Regions from separate parts of the Pan troglodytes genome. Here region 1 is linked to region 2. The links are chromatin contacts, called in public HiChIP or PLAC-seq maps. All regions are on one chromosome and are shown on one strand. Each heading gives the region's core, a stretch centred on a gene start, on an enhancer-like site or on the middle of the called end of the contact. The rest is flanking DNA. Distances are from core to core; before and after follow the strand shown. Region 1 holds the start of ACTR3 (actin related protein 3). Region 2 holds the start of SLC35F5 (solute carrier family 35 member F5).

The links. HiChIP or PLAC-seq counts read pairs in DNA pulled down with a chosen protein or histone mark.
Region 1: an H3K4me3 HiChIP or PLAC-seq map of stem cell-derived excitatory neurons shows a contact between it and region 2, with 5 times the contacts expected there. The contact joins the promoter of ACTR3 here to the promoter of SLC35F5 in region 2. A contact is called at or near these places in 1 of 7 Hi-C or Micro-C datasets (stem cell-derived neural progenitor cells) and 1 of 1 datasets of contacts at active chromatin or transcription factors (stem cell-derived excitatory neurons).

The regions. Positions count from the first base shown.
Region 1 is chr13:14,556,621-14,560,960 of NHGRI_mPanTro3-v2.0_pri, reverse strand. It overlaps ACTR3 (actin related protein 3), which reads right to left and starts at 3,073. Exons shown (of 12, transcript NM_001328277.1): 1 at 2,915-3,073. It overlaps LOC107973745 (a long non-coding RNA gene), which reads left to right and starts at 2,701. Exons shown (of 3, transcript XR_678332.4): 1 at 2,701-2,800.
Region 2 is chr13:14,414,756-14,419,145 of NHGRI_mPanTro3-v2.0_pri, reverse strand. It overlaps SLC35F5 (solute carrier family 35 member F5), which reads left to right and starts at 3,100. Exons shown (of 17, transcript XR_008546550.2): 1 at 3,100-3,945; 2 at 4,256-4,346.

The DNA of each region.
Region 1 (4,340 bases), core at 1,824-4,323, 140 kb before region 2:
AACAAGGAGTTAATAAGGAGCGCCCTCATTTGGCTTGAATGATGGAGAAACTTGAGTAAAAACATGCATTTAAAAAAAAACATTTAAGGCTGGGCGCAGTGGCTCACACCTGTAATCCCAGCACTTTGGGAGGTTGAGGCGGGTGGATCACGAGGTCAGGAGATGGAGACCATCCTGGTCAACATGGTGAAACCCCATCTCTACTAAAAATAGAAAAATTAACTGGATGTGGTGGCATGTGCCTGTAGTCCCAGCTACTCGGGAGGCTGAGGCAGGAGAATAGCTTGAACCTGGGAGGTGGAGGTTGCAGTGAGCCGAGATCGTGGCACTGCACTCCAGCCCGGCGACAGGGCAAGACTCCATCTCAAAACAAACAAACAAACAAACAAACCAAAAAAAGCAAAAAACACATTTAAAAAACGATCCCTTCCACCGCCCAGAAAAAAAAAAAAACCTTAGGATGATCGTACAAGTGTTACAATGTTTTTTTAAAAAATGTTTGTGAATGCCTTTTAAAGAAAATGCTTTTCTCACCAGTAACAGCAGGTTTGAGTTCTGTTATTTAGTTTTCAAGCCACCAATGGGAATCTATGTGCCCCAATTGTATTTTACCATGCTTTCCAATACAGACCAAAAAAGTGTGTAGATAAGGGTATCAATGTGAATGATTTCTTTTCAAATTGTTTTCAAAATAAGTATTCTCTTTTATGACCTGAATCTAGGTGATTCATATGTTGAGTTTTGCTGGACGATCCCTAAAAGTTTTGGGATTAAGTTTCAAGTTTCCTAACTCTTAACAGCTTTCCTATCTAAGACGATCAAGTTTTACAGATGGCCACTTTTTTTTCAGCCACCTTTCCCCTAATTTATATAATGAATGAAACGAGCAACCTGATTCAGGTTATAACTTTTTACTTAAACTAAGTGAGTAATTGTAATTTAGAGACCTAAGAGCTGAATGCATTCTCTAAAGCATAAAAAAAATTAGACAAATTAGAGGTGCACAATTTGCATTCGGGGACCACAGAATTTTGAAATGTAAAAGCTCCCTGTTAAGGCCATACTTAGAGATGTTTATCTCAGGGTCCTCAACCTCAAGGACTTATCCTCCATGTGCAAATAAAGCTGAAGGTGTAACTTCCCAGGAGGCACCACTGGAAACTTGTAAGACCAAAAAGCCTTTTGAGAACCAAAATAACTGAAACTCTAAAGGGGGAATTTCAGATTGTGACAAATGGTAAAAGAGAGTGAGGTGGCAAGGGGACTCCTAATCAGTTCCATTCAAATCATCAACGTGCAGTTAATAACCTCTCCTTATTGGAGAAACCAATGTAATAACTTAAAAATATACTATTGTGATAATCGTAATTTTAAAACAGAAATAGCCTAGGTGAAATTGAACCCCTCTTCCCGATCCTACTGGTCATTCAGCATGTTTTAAATTCAAGGTTGCCCTTTAGGAAAGGAGGTCACTTAAGGACAGTTTACCTCAATGAGACATCTTGTATACTAATTCGAAACTATTTCAAAAGGGGGAAAATGGAGATTAGAAAAGTAACATACTACTTGAGATGTTACCATATTATTTCTCAGGGCCACAATTATTTACACTATTTTTTTTTTGAAAACTCAGTAATTTCTAAAGCATTAATTATGTAGCAATATTCGTCACTTTAACAAAACACATTTGAAAAGTCCTATCCTACTGACTCAGGCCAAATCTAATTTTAAAACTGAACCTAGACATAAAAATACTCACCAATTAGACTAAGAAGGGAGAAATAAAAAAAATTATTGGTTCAGAGAAATGAGACTGAATTAAGGAAAAACTTTTAAATAAAGTGTTCATCAAAAAAATACATAGAAGTTCCAAGGCTAGTGTTTTCCTAGGAGAATATTAAGAAGTTGGTGGTTTCTCTCTACCTAACTGGGATTTTAGAAACTGCCACACTAGCTAGTTATGAGAATGAAGATTAAAGAAATTTCACATAAAGAGTGAAGGACACACAATCTTTTAAGTAACAATAATGAAATCAATAATTATAATTAATAATAAAAAAAAAAGCCTGACAGTCCACCCCTCACTGACTTCCCCCTCAAAAAAAAAAAAAAAAAACTGGGAGTGTTCTGGGAATTGGAGAGATGTAATCAGCACAGAAAAAAAAAAACACTTTCCTATATGTCATCGTGAAGCAGTGATTCTACATAAAAATAAGGGTAGTCTATTCTCTATGCAGTTATGAGTGTGGTACAACTCTCTAAAATGTCTATTAATACAAAATGAACGACCACACTTTAAAGCCATTCTACGTTTTCGCAAACTACCCTACGTATCTACGAGTAACTATTTGCAACTTAAACACATTCCTATATACCTCTATACCTTCCTGCTTCCTTCAAGATACCATCACAGAATGAACGAATACAACTTAAATTAGTTTATTTTCCAGGGTGCTTCCTTTCCCCCACTCCATGAAACATAAGTACATTTTTTTAAGTCATATAAATGGACACCAAGCACCGGTAATTCAGTCTCTTTAAAACCTGCTTAATTTTAAAAGTTCTAGTAAGATGTGCTCAGGTTGGAAACTAAAAACTACCTTATAAGGGTATAAAAGACTGAAAGCAGGAAGCGGCTTTGACAAAACTAAGGAAGTTGCAGCGCGCTTGCTCACTGGGGGACTTTTTTCAGGCTCCAGAAGTAACACATGACATGTTTCTCCCTCGAATTAAAATGTGACTTGGTTCACCGGTTAAAACGCAGAGGGAGATGGAAATGACCAGGAGTCGAAAGGAGAAGGTGGGTGGTCAAATGAAAGCCCCACTGTAGGTTCCCATTTGCAGAGTCCGATTCTTCCCTTTCCCCACCCACACCCTGGGCAGAATGTTGTCACAGCGATCTTGCAAAACCTACCAGGCGCGCTTCTCTTTTCTAGCTCCCCTGCCAGGCCAGTCCCCGAGCTCGGCCCCTGGGTCCCCAAACCGACTGGCAAAAACGGGCGCGGAGGGAAAGGAAAGCCGGATGGGTCGGGCCCGGGGACCACCCCCAAGACGACCGTCCCCAGCGCTCTTTGGGCGGCACTGCCCACCGTAGTGGGGGAAGGGCCGGGAGGGGTCGCGCGGAGAAAGCCGCTGGGAGGGTTGGGGGTTGAATCTCGGGCCCGCGCCCCCGCCCCAGTCCTAGGAGGGAGAAACGAGGGGACCCGCGAGGCCCTGGCTCCGGGCCCCACCCCTCGCTGGCCGGCGGGTCTAGGACTGACAGCCGGCGGCGGCACCTCGCCGCACCATTCATTTCCCGGCCTCCTCCCTCCCCCGCCATTTTCCTTCCTCCGCCTCAGTTTCCCCACCCCCGCCCGTAAGCCCCCTTACCCCGTGCCACAGTCCACCACACAGGCCGGCAGCCGTCCCGCCATCTTCCTCCTCGCCTGCTGCTGCTGCTGCCGCCGTGTGCTCCGTGCTGCTAGGGGCCAGAGATTGGCGGCGGGAGACAAGGGCTATCTGACCATCCACAGCTGGGCCGCCTTCACCGTCCGGGGGGTAGCCGGGAAGCCGAAGCAGTAGCAAGAAAGCAGCAGGCTCGGTCAGCGGCTATCACTTCCGCAACCCAGGCAGGCAGGCAGTCCCCGCCCTGCCCCGCCGCGGCCTCCTCCCCCTCTCTCTTCCCTCCTCCTCACTCCTGCCCCCACCCTACAACTTCTTCCCCTCACGCCGCCTTTCCCCGGGAAGCCAAGATGGCCGCCGGTGCCGACGCCCCGGCCAGGCCAGGCCCAGGCCCTCAGCGCTCCCCCTTCCGCTCCGAGCGGGAGGGGCTAGCGAGCATGCGCAATAAGGTACGTTCGCCTGCCTGGGCTCCGATCCTGAAGTTAGTGAAATCCACTGCGGGTTTTCCAGGAGTGTAGAGGCGGAGAAGTCTATCCGAGCTTCCAGTTCTGCTTCTGAAGCTGGAAGGGGCTTTTCGGTTGTAACCCTTGGGTTAGTTTCAGTTACTTCTTTGCTAGGTTGAGGAAAGGGTGGAAGCGCCTCCTGCAGCCACGAATATCCTCCAGTGCCTGGGAGAAAACGGCCTAATCGAAAACGTCCGCGGCATACATCCATTCTTAAAACTTGAGTGGCTGCTTTTCTGGGTGGAAAAGAGCGGTATCAGACAGGGTGAGCAGTCGGGGAACGGATGAACAAAGACTTGCACCGTGGCCCTGATGCCTTTGTTCCGAGTTTTATTCAGTTGTACTTGTGCGTTGTTACAGGACTTTAGAATGTAGCCCTGCCCCCCAACCCCCACCTCCCAGGGCCGACCTGTGCTCCTAAGGAAGGCAAACCTCCCAGGAATATATTCTGCATAA
Region 2 (4,390 bases), core at 1,851-4,350:
CCTAGGAGCATATATTCAAGTTGCCTTGAATATACACACCATTAGCAGCCACCACAGGTGAATCTTTATTATTTATTTATTTATTTTGAGACAGAGTCTCGCTCTGTTGCCCAGGCTGGAGTCAATGGCACCATCTCAGCTCACTGCCACCTCCGCCCCCAGGTTCAAGAGATTCTCCTGCCTCAGCCTCCTGAGTAGCTGCGATTACAGGTGCATGCCACCACACCTGGCTAATTTTTGTATTTTTAGTAGAGACAGGGTTTCGCCACGTTGGTCAGGCTGGTCTTGAACTCTTGACCTCGTGATCCGCCTGCCTCGGCCTCCCAAAATGCTGGGATTACAGGTGTGAGCCACTGCGCCTGGCCCACAAGGGAATCTTTAAAGGCAAAAAAGGGAACAAGGAGTGGGCTGATACCACGTTGTGTACAGAAATTCTTATTGGTTTATGGAAATAACATTTATTAGTGATTGGTTACATTGTTAAGCTATAGGATGTGGGTTATACTGTCCAATGGGACATTAGGTTAATTTATAGCTACTTGTGGCATAAGCAAGTAGTTTCAAGAGATGAATACATAGCACAAGGGAGAAGTAGGATGTGATTGTTGTCTCCTTTTAATGTCCCTCTGGGCCTGACAGTTTAAAATAACTACATTCCTCAGATAAAAATAATTTTCTTTTCTCACTACTAAATGACAGAAATGGAGACTTCAGAAAGGAATTAAGTATGAGGAAAAGATCAAGAGACAGCAGGATGTTCAAGTTCATTGAACAAACATTGACTGCCAGCTAGAGAATAGTAAGCACTATTCTAGATGCTGAGGATAATAGTGAAGAACAAAATAGACCAAAATCCTTGCTGTTGTGGAACTTATCTTTGAAATTATACAGCTGAAGATTTAGCCTTGGGTAACACAGAGAAATAAGGACGAAAAAAGGAATGCCTGAGATGCTCAGGATGGTGCCAAAGCACAGAAGCACACTAGGGCCTATGTTACAGCAGTCCAGTGGAATTTCCCTTAAAGAAACCAGGGACAGGGAAAAGACATTAATGGAAGTTAAACTGTGTTTTGAGACTCGCTGAAGACAGTCTGCCGGAATTACTTTATCCGTTACAAGAATATCCACAGCTTGTCCTTTGACAGATGGTCTGGAAACAGGTGGTAATAACGGTAACTTAACAAAGTACTATCATTTACAATATTTTAATTCAGAAACCCATATTTATAGAAGAAACTAAGGCACAGTAGAGAGTGGAATAATCCTCAGGATTACATAACAAGTTGTAGTCAGATTAAGCATTGGTATCCAGCTTTCCTGACTCTTAGATTCTGAGAGAGATTTATAATGCTCTTATTTTTTAAGACTATACATCAAATATGTAGCATAAAGAATTCTTAGGCGTATTATGGGCTGATACCCTAAAGAATGCTAATGAAATAAAAAACAAACTGGTGCCAGACTAATGTGATTAATGTCTGCAACCAAATTTCCCCTAAGTAGTAATACCAAGTAGTTGGTTAAGGATTTATTTATTTATTTATTTTGAGACGGAGTCTTGCTTTGTCACCCAGGCTGGAGTGCAGTGGCGCGATCTCGGCTCACTGCAAGCTCCGCCTCCCGGGTTCACGCCATTCTCCTGCCTCAGCCTCCCGAGTAGCTGGGACTACAGGTGCCCGCCACCACCCCCGCCTAATTTTTTGCATTTTTTTAATAGAGACGGGGTTTCACCGTGTTAGCCAGGATGGTCTCGATCTCCTGACCTCGTGATCCGCCTGCTTCGGCCTCCCAAAGTGCTGGGATTACAGGCATGAGCCACCGCGACCGGCCTGGTTAGTTCTTTTTTTTACTCTGCACAATAGGTTTCTGAATGATTTATTAGAGGTGTTTGATGCTGATAGTTTGAAACTGATTCGATCAATTAAAAATGTTCATTGGTATTGTTGTATTAGTTGCTAGAATATGCATTCAACTTCAGTGAAACGAGACTTAAAAGGTAAGAGGTGCACTACATCGTGACTACAGGAGTAAGAAAATTTAATTTCTTCACGCCATCTGACCAAGATGTTAAATTACAGAACCCTTTAGTCTTGTTTTTGTTTTCTAGATAGAAATCAAGATGCTGGACAAACCTTTCTCATGGAATAGTCAAAATATTTAAGGAACAAATCTATACAGTTTAATAACTGCCAACATTTGTCAGGGCGTGGTGGCTCATGCCTGTAATTCCAGCACTTCGGGAGGTCGAGGCGGGCGGATCACTTAAGACTAGGAGTACGAGACCAGCCTGGCCAACATGGCGAAACTCTGTCTCTACTAAAAAATATAAAAATTAGCCGGGCATTGGTGGCTTGCGCCTGTAGTCCCGGCTATACTGGAAGCTGAGGCTGGAGAATCGCTTGAGCCCGGGAAGCAGAGGTTGCAGTGAGCTGTGATTGTGCCACTGCACTGCAGCCTGGGTGGCAGAGAAAGACCCTGTCTCAAAACAAACGAACGAACAAAAAATTGCTAACGTTTGTGAGGTTCTTATTATGTGCCATGAATTGATCCACGTCCTTCACATATGTAAACTCATGCAATCCTAGCATACACACAAAAAACGAACGTGGCAGGTACTATCATTATCGTAGACAAGGAAACCGAGGACCAGAGAAGTTGAAGTAGCTTGGCCTAGGATGTAGCTTGTAACTCCTAGAGCTGAGATCTTGTTTATATACAAAAGGTTTCAAGAATCAAAAGTACTCTAAGCCACTTTGCGTTTCGGCTGTCATCGAGAAAGGGATATCCAAAGTTTCAGGTTCGCAGTTTGTGAAACGGAACGGCCAGCTTTCGTTCTAAGGCGGGCGGAGGTTTAGCCACTCCCTCGTCCTTTGCTCTGCCCCAGACACCCACGCTCGGTTCCTCTTCTTCCTCCACCTCGCCCTACTTCCCTTCTTCCTATCTTCTCTCTTCTTTCGCCTCGCCGCCGCGAGCCCTCGCTCGGTGCCCAGCGCCTCGCATTACTTCCCCCAGCTCCGCCAAGCCTCGCTGCACACGCGCCCACGCGCAGTCCGCCGTCGCGCCTCTATGACGTCACCCGCGCGCCACCGCTTTCGGGCCGGGGACTCGGGGCGGGGCTGCGCGGAGGGCAAGCCGGGGGCGGGGCCGGGGCCAGAGCAGAACTCCGGGCCTCCGCGGCCATAGCTGACTGTGCCGTCCCTTCCCCTCACCCGCTCCACGCCCTCCTGGGCCGAGTGGAGTTGGGTGGTGTCAGGAGCCTCTCCCTGAGGGGCACCGCGGCTTCAGGAGCTGGGCCTCCAGTGCGGCGCGATGTCAGGCGCGGTGACAGCTCTGTGAGTCCGAGGCCGCGGCCGTGGCGCTGGGCGGCTGCGGGGCCTGACCGGTCCGCTCATGGTGCCGCCACGACGCCATCGCGGGGCAGGAAGGCCAGGTAGGCAGGCAGGGAAGGGCCCCGACATCACCGGAGCCCAAACCGGGACGGAGTGCCCACCAGCAGCACCACCTCCTGCCCTTGGTGGCAGCAGGAGCGCCTTGACCGAAACCGTGAAGGTCTCTAGGGGCGGAGGGAGCGGGAGCTGACAGGGGCGCCCGAGCCCTGCGCCCACCGCTGGCAATTGAGGAAGCCGTGCGTGCGCCCTCGCCTCGGCTCCCCGGGGAGGCGTCGCTGCCTTAACTGTCTTCCCCGCTCCAAAACAGAAGGATGATTCCTTTTCCCAGCTGTTTCTTTTTAAATGACTGGATGTTTTGACAGAGGTGGGTGGAGGAGCATGGAGAATCCTTTTCTTTTACCACTTGAAGAGATTGGAAAGGTGCCTTCAAGACCCACAGCAAATCACTTACTCTCCGATAACCAAATTCCACTCCAGCAGATCAGGGACAGAAAAGACACTTTTAGAAACAGTGTCTAGACGCTGTCCCCAGGGATGGATTCCTCTGGATGGAGAGGTGAATGGAGTTCCGTATTTGTGAAACTCAGAGAAGCTATTTTCTAGTAGTTAACTCTTCTTAAATGTGCCGTATGTTGTATATTACTCCCCCTCCCTGTCCGCACCGTATCGCGTATCTCTCTAAGTATAATCTGAAGCGTGCAGTGGATACCATGAAAGTACTGAGAAAGGTGGCAAGTATGTTTAACACAATTTGGTCCTTTTCATTGATTTGCTTTGAGTTTGAAGATGAAGAGTAAAAAACGATGTGATGAATCTTACCTTGCGTTATTCACGTTTTCATAGCATAATTTCATGGTTGTTTTTAGGCGTGCTGAGTTCTTCACCTCCTTTTAGACTGAGATCTGCCAAGTTTTCCGGCATTGCTCTTGAGGATCTCAGAAGGGCTCTTAAGACAAGGTAGATTCCACGTTTATCCTCTATGTAACTTTCACACTGAACAT